2 separate regions of the Neogale vison genome follow, and region 1 is linked to region 2. Evidence: chromatin contacts called from public Hi-C data. All regions are on one chromosome and are shown on one strand. The core of a region is the stretch at or near the end of the contact, and the rest is flanking DNA. Distances in the headings are between cores, read along the strand shown. Region 1 has its middle 320 kb from the start of HAS2. Region 2 holds the start of HAS2 (hyaluronan synthase 2).

Region 1 (3,597 bases), core at 79-2,578, 320 kb after region 2:
TAGAATTTAGGACACCCCTTCTAGAAACTGGACAGCCAATTATTTCATTTTTTTTCTTTTTCTTAATAATTTACACATGAATTTTTACTACCCTAAAGATGGGTATTTGTGCCATGATTTCAGTACTCCATTTAGAAAGTTTCAAGTGATCAAAGAAATCTTAGGTCACTGGAAGGTAAAACTTGGGAGATTAAGCTAAAATTAAAGACTGAATGTGGAATATTTTTATTTTTTATCTAGGTTTGGCATTCTACAATACAATGAGCATTTAATATCTTTCCATTTTAAACATGTCCACCAAGAATCCTCGAAGTACTTCACCCATTTCATTATTTCACCTACCCACCCACACGTCCATCCATTCCTCTAGGTTCTCATTTAGTGAGCACAAATTTATTGAAAGTCTGTTATGTGCCACATACCAGCGGATCCACAAAGGGTACTTCTGTGAACCAGCTGAGTTAGTTCCTGACCTCAAGAGTTCAGTCTAAAGCCCCGCTTCTCCTAGTCATTCTGGGATGAGGGGAGACCTTCCTTCACTTCGTAGGAGAAGGGTGTCCAGTGGAGAGGAGAGATGTTAACTGTGAATTAGGAATCTGTGTTATTGCCATAGCAACCTTAGTTTGTCCTTGGATCAGGTCCAGTTCTCAGAGAGTAAAAGATCCCTTACGTGTGAGCATCTCAAATACACAGTCATTTCCACTAATACTTGTATCCAGAAGAGTGCATAACACCTAGTAGGTACATAGTAAATAATGAACACAACCATGGAAGTCAAGGCAAGAGATAATAAGGTAACTTGCTACCCGTAGCACAGCCCCATTCTCTGCTTAATTTACATCCTTGGCTGGGGCTCTTCCTAATGGCTTAGAGCTATCTCCTACAAAGTGGACTGTTCTTATACAAGTTCAGTTATGACCTTAACTGTTAGCCTTAATTCTATCACAAACTTCACTTCAGTAAGCCAAATTATTTAAACTATATTCCAGCCACACTGAACATCTAGAGTCCCGAAGAATGAATCTAATGCTTCTTTTTCAGTTCTTCTTTGCCCCAGATGAAATTGGCTTTCTCCATGCTTACTCATTGTGAGCATCTACTAGGCTGATACAGACAGACTCAGGAGTTATCTACATTTGAAGATTCAGCTGCGCTTGGAAGGGGGAGCAAGCTTGGGGTGGGGGTGGGGAGGGAAAAGAGGGTGTTTTTTTTTTTTTTTTCTCTCTCTCTCCATAGAGCAGGGACATTTACAATGCACCACAGTGTGTGAACAGAGCTACGGGCTGTGATACCATTTAGCAATAATGGATGGCTTGTGCTGCCTAGACTTAACAGGCCAGTGAACAACATCAGGCTGCAGATGGAGTGCTCCGAGACTGCCATGCATTAAAAAAGGATGAAAAATAAAATTGTCTGTGGCTATTGTCGACATATTTACCCCTTGTTTAGAGGTTCCCATGGCAACAGAAGCTGTGACCCGCTGGTGAAGGTGGGAAATCTGCTCTGTAGAAACTGAGCTCCTTGCTCAGAAGTGAACCCTATCTGTGTGCAACCACCCCCTCTAGTGATGACTTGGTGAATGGCAGGTCTTTCATCCTTTCCCTTTGGCATCCGGCTCACACTGCCATATGTTATGGCTCTTAACTTTACAAGCATAATATTGTTCTATTAAATTAGCATGACTTATTTTTGAGGAGACTTCTAAAACTCCATTGAGTCTTTTAGTTCTTGTTTTCCAAGGTTTTCCCTTTTTTGCCATATTTTAAACTAGATCTAGGAAATATCCAAGTTTCTGGGTAGTCAAACTCTTCTCCATAACCTTACCTATGTCTCCTATGTTTGGGAAACCAGATAAAGAAGAAAAATAAATGACATGAATCTCAAAGGCCACTGTTCTTTCTTTCCTGGTAGAGGGGCTGGAATATAGTTATAATCTTAGGGGTATCTCGGCCATGCTATTGTTTCTCTGCCCTGTTCCTTGTAGCTTCCCTCTCTCCAGCTGTCACCTATGACAATATTCATGCTAAGAACTCAGATCCAGACTACTAGAAACTCACTATACTTCAGGGGCAGAAACCTCTACCAAAAATGTGCACACTAAAGGGGCACACTAGGGTTAAAACAATCTCTATCATCACTCGTAAACTCTTCAAGACCCTGGCAGATTCCATGGGAAGACCATAACCTTTCAAGAATTTGCAACTCAGGTCCCACCTCCTCACTTTCTCCCTCCTATGAAGTTTTAGAGCCCGTTCTCTTTATTTCCATTCTTTCTTTGAGTATCATGAACTGCCTTGGGCTATTAAACTACTATTTATATGTGAATTTATCAAAGTGTTTTCAACTCTAATATAAGTTCCTTGGGAACAAAGACCTTGTTTTGAATGTCTGAATTCTGTATTTAGTTTTCATTGTCCAGTTAATTGTACTTTTTCCACATGCAATGTGGTAAGGTTATATTTGCAAAGACAGACATTAGCCAGTGGGGAATCCGTGTTCTGGGTGTGATCCAGATTTCTGGAGGATCAGTCCAGCAAGACATAATACCCTGAGATATGCAGGAGAATGAGTAAGAAAGGAGGGAATTGTTTTTATTGCACTTGCGATGTCTGCATATATTATGAAAGACTTCATTGCATTGTAGATTCCTCCTATATTCCTATGATTTAGATATAATTTTTCCAAACAGATAGGGAAGCTAAGCCTCAGAAATGTTAAGTAACAAGTTGGGTGTCACAACTTGGATTACCAACTTGGATGCTAACAGATTTCACATACAAGTCTTTTTATTATACCTCGTTGACTTTAAAAGAGGAATCCTCAAACTTTGACTGAAAAGAAGCTACTTTTGAAGTTCCTGGTCTTTTGGATCCTTGGGAAAGAAATGAGGGATTTTCACAGAGCAAGTTAGTAATGTTTGAGAAGGGATAATGGTTGCCATATATATCTGTCTAGTGGCAATTGCTAGTGGAAATCTGTGCTAAAAAGTAGCACAGGAAAAGGCAGCAGTAAATAGCTAGGCAAGGTTTGAAGACCAACTGATATATCTAGGTCTGTGTTTTATGGAATCTTGGTCAAGAACAGAGTCCCATTATATGTTTCACCAGACAAGAGTACCATGAGCTTTTCGTCCCAAAGAAGAAACAGGGATCAAAAATATTTGAGAAGATTCGCACACGAAGACTCAGAATGGACATTGAGAAGTTCCATAACTTAATAATGAAGGAAAATATTCAAAACTGTTTAAATTTGCAAAACCTCAAGTTTCCTAAGCACAAACAATCATAGTTTCTGTGTTTTTGTGACTACATTATCAAACGACATCTGTGAAGCTAAGTTTCACTGATGTGAACACTGATCTTGAAGCAAGTACATGGAAGTTTTTTTTTGTTTTTTGTTTGTTTTTTGTTTTTTGTTTGTTTTTTGTTTATATATATATATATAAACTTTAAAATTTTTTATTTATTTACTTGACAGACAGAGATCACAAGTAGGCAGAGAGGTAGGCAGAGAGAGAGAGAAGAGGAAGCAGGCTCCCCACAGAGCAGAGAGCCCGATGCGGGGCTTGATCCCAGAACCCTGGGATCATGAGCAGAG
Region 2 (3,426 bases), core at 365-2,864:
GGAGTCTAAGTGGGATGAAATTGAGCTCTGAAACTTAATCCAGTTCCTCAAGAGCTGAATCACACCTAAGGCAGTGTTCAAACAAAGGCTGAAGCCTTGAGGGTGTGTAGGGGACAGTTAGTAAGTGGGTTTCCCCAGAGCGGTGTGAAGTCATCAGGCCAGGGTAATGCTTCCCAGAGGTGTAACCTCGTGGGGGGTGGGGGGCGGGGAGGTGTTGGCGGAAATGCGTGGTACTTTGCAGGTCTGCCCCTGGGGACTGGGTTGGCTGCGTACCTGGTATTGCCATAAAATTCTTGACCTCCAAGCACATCCCCTACCACCACACCCTGCGCGACTCCTTGAAAAGCATCGTTTCAAATTTCACTCGACTTTTCTGTTTTGACTTGTTCATTATTATCCAAAATATGTGATAAGGAGCAAAAACCCACTTTTCAAGGCCTAGCCGAGTTTCAAAGAAGTCCGCACTAAAGAGAAACCTTGGAAGAGAAGGAAAAAAAAAAAGAAAAAAGAAAGAAAGAAAGAAATCTCTTGTTCCCCTGTAATAATTCCAGCGGAGCCTTCAAAGGCCAAAGCGGTGCATCTGTAAACTCACTCCCATTTTTTCCTAAACAGTGCCACCTACTGTCCATTTTAAGTCATCAGGAGCCGTGTTGGCGAGGACCAAACAAATAAGGGGAGATTAACCGGGAAAAGTAACTCTTCCCAGCTTTAGGGCATTGGGGGAAAAAAAAAAAAAGATTGAGAAAAGAACGCCTGGGAGCAAATGGAAGCATTCTGACTAGTCAGCTTCTTAGAAGGCTCGCAAGAGGCAAAAGTCATTCATTCAAGCCATTCTCTTGGAAATGGCTTTTTCTCATGGCCCTGCCTCCGAGTTCTCCAGAGCACGGTTTTTATTTTATGCGTTGTTTATAATGCGTGCCGCTTGCGTATTTTTACATGAGGGGTTCAAGTTAGGAAAAAAAAAATATGATCATGTTTTCACTTTTTCCGTTACCCAATACGGAAACGTCTGTGTAAGGAGGCTCTGACACTTGACATCTGCTCAGAAACTTTTGAGCTCCTGGGAAGAAAGGGTTAACATGCGGTAGACCTGTAGCTGATTTTACTTCATTTAGCGTCGCAGGCGGCTTTCGAATTTCCAGGTGTGTGTACACAGACACACACACACCCCCCTCCCAGATATCCCTCCCCTTGGCTGTTCCTTAGCCTAAGGGCACCATTTGGCCTTAAAGTGAATTAGCGGAACGGTGTGGGGAGTTATTTTGCGAAGAGGGAATCCTTGTAACTCACGCTGGAGTTCAGGGATGTCTGCAAAGCGCGACCTCCCCGCTCCGCCGCTGGAGGGAAGGAAGGAATCAGGTGGTGACCAGCATCTGTGCAGTGAATTTCTCTGCACACGTTAGCAATCAAGTTAATTGAATTCATTGGAGTTTAGAACCGGCCTCTAGCTCAGAGAGGGCTTTGAATGGCCCATTTCTCGTTCTTCCTCTCCCCCTCCCCGCCTCCCGCCCGCCCGCCCGCCCGCGCTCCCAGTTCCCTCCCCTCCGGGTTCCCCAGTCCGCACCTCCCTTCTCCACTCCCCTCACCCCCCACTCCCTCCTCCGCCCTATTAAAACACCCACCAGCTCACTTGTTAAGACCCCCTTAAGTTGGAGGAGGCAGAAAGGCAACAACAGCGAGGAAGGAGAAGTCAAGACGTCTGGAAAGAATTACCCAGTCCTGGCTTCCAGCAGCCCATTGAACCAGGGACTTGAACCAGCCCCAGCCAAAGACTTTCTCCTGATTCTGCGCTTCCTGGGTTCTTCGGAGTCTTCACCGGGCTTTTCTTGACCCGAATAAGAAAAGAAAGTTTCCGATATCAGGGGAGGGGGAACTGGAGCAAAAAATAAAATAAAATAAAATAAAAAAGTTAATTTATTTTTAAAGCACAAATTTTTCTTTTTAAGAATTAGACTGAAGTGCAACGGAGATAGTAAACAGAATAGTAGTGATATTTCCTTTTTAAAAGTGGGGGAGAAGCAAACATTTAAGACTCCCCCATCCTTTTTAAATGTTGTTTTTAAATTTTTTATTTTTTTTGGCTGGTCGTCTCAAATTCATCTGATCTCTTATTACCTCAATTTTGGAAACTGCCCGCCACCAACCCTCCGGGACCACACAGACAGGCTGAGGACAACTTTATGACCAAGAGCTGAACAAGGTACGTTACCCTGGCGCGATATGGTGAACCAGGAGGGCCCCCCCGACTAGGCCAGGGAGAGGGAAGAAATTATCCACGGAAGTGTTAAAAAATTGTAAAGCTGGTTTTCGACAGATAAGTTTGAGGTCGGCCAATTTCCAACAGACTGAAAATCAGGGGCTACTTCAGATCAGTGTCAGGCCTGGCAATAGATCCCTGCCCTTTCTCATCCCTGCGGCGCTTGCCAGAAATCCGCTGCCTTTCTGGGAACACAGGTAACCTCTCTGCCTGGGAAAAGACTGCGTGTCCCGGGATGTACTTTTCCACTCCTCATCTTGCGGAGCCGCAGAGGGGCTCCAAGTTGGGAAACAGGGATTTCCACTGTGCAAGGAAAATGCATTCCGCACAGCACCCCCGCTCCCCCCCACCCTTTGCCCCTATCCTTTCTATCCCCCCCCCCCCGTACGTGGGGAGGAAAACCCTGCAACAGCCCAGAGCCTTTTACTTTCAAGTGGGAAACCCGCTTTTTACTTGGAAAGCAAAGGGTTAAAGCGATCCGGGCTCCCAGCCTCGGAGAGCCGGGACCCCCGAGAAGGAGGGTCCTTTGCCACCTCCTCGCGGCTACCGGCCTCGCTCGGCCACTCCCACTTTCCCGGGCTTCCCTTCCTTTGCTCTCCTCCGACCCCAGAAAAGTGTCAGGCTGGGTCTGCCCCGGCTCTGCTCGGCTCCGGAAGCCTGACTCGGGCCGGGGGTCCCCGACGCGGGCGGTGGCACTCAGGGTCCCCAGAGGGAGGAGGGCGCGCGTCCCTCTCCCCGCCGCCCGGGGGCAGGGCGTGCGTGGGGACCGGGCGCTGCAGCGCAGGCAGCTGCAACGTCCCGGGAGCCAACTCCGACGTGGCACCGAGCACGCTGGCGCTTCTTTCCGCAGCTGCAGCGCGGGGCCGGGAGGGTGGGGGGCCTGGGGGTGCCGTCCCTAGCGCCCGGCCGGGAGGTGGGAGCCGGGGGCCCGCGGGAGCCGGGGCGAAGTGGGAGGCGAGCCAGAGGTTGGGTCGGGATGGATAATTAACACCTTGGGCGGAATTCGTCACGCCGGTTCCCGCCCAGCGTGAGCGAGGGCTCCGAAGTGGGTCCCTGCGAGCGGGAGGGCGGGTCTGAAAGGAGGGTCTGTGTGCGGGCGGGATGGGCTGGCGACAGAGCCTCTTCCCTCCGGCCAGGGAGACTCAGCCGAGGGGAAGCGGCGCTGAAAG

The links. A called contact is a pair of places that touch in the nucleus more often than the background predicts.
Region 1: a Hi-C map of fibroblasts shows a contact between it and region 2, with 7 times the contacts expected there. The contact joins the enhancer-like site here to the promoter of HAS2 in region 2. A contact is called at or near these places in 2 of 3 Hi-C or Micro-C datasets (fibroblasts and muscle).

The regions. Positions count from the first base shown.
Region 1 is chr4:18,719,628-18,723,224 of ASM_NN_V1, forward strand. No RefSeq gene overlaps it. Among named protein-coding and RNA genes, the nearest start is that of HAS2, 320 kb to the left of the region's middle. Within about 2 kb of position 1,329, the one cell type or tissue checked has open chromatin away from gene starts, as enhancers often do. A contact at or near this core is called in fibroblasts, where this site is marked.
Region 2 is chr4:18,402,551-18,405,976 of ASM_NN_V1, forward strand. HAS2 (hyaluronan synthase 2) reads left to right here and starts at 1,615. Exons shown (of 4, transcript XM_044245023.1): 1 at 1,615-2,200.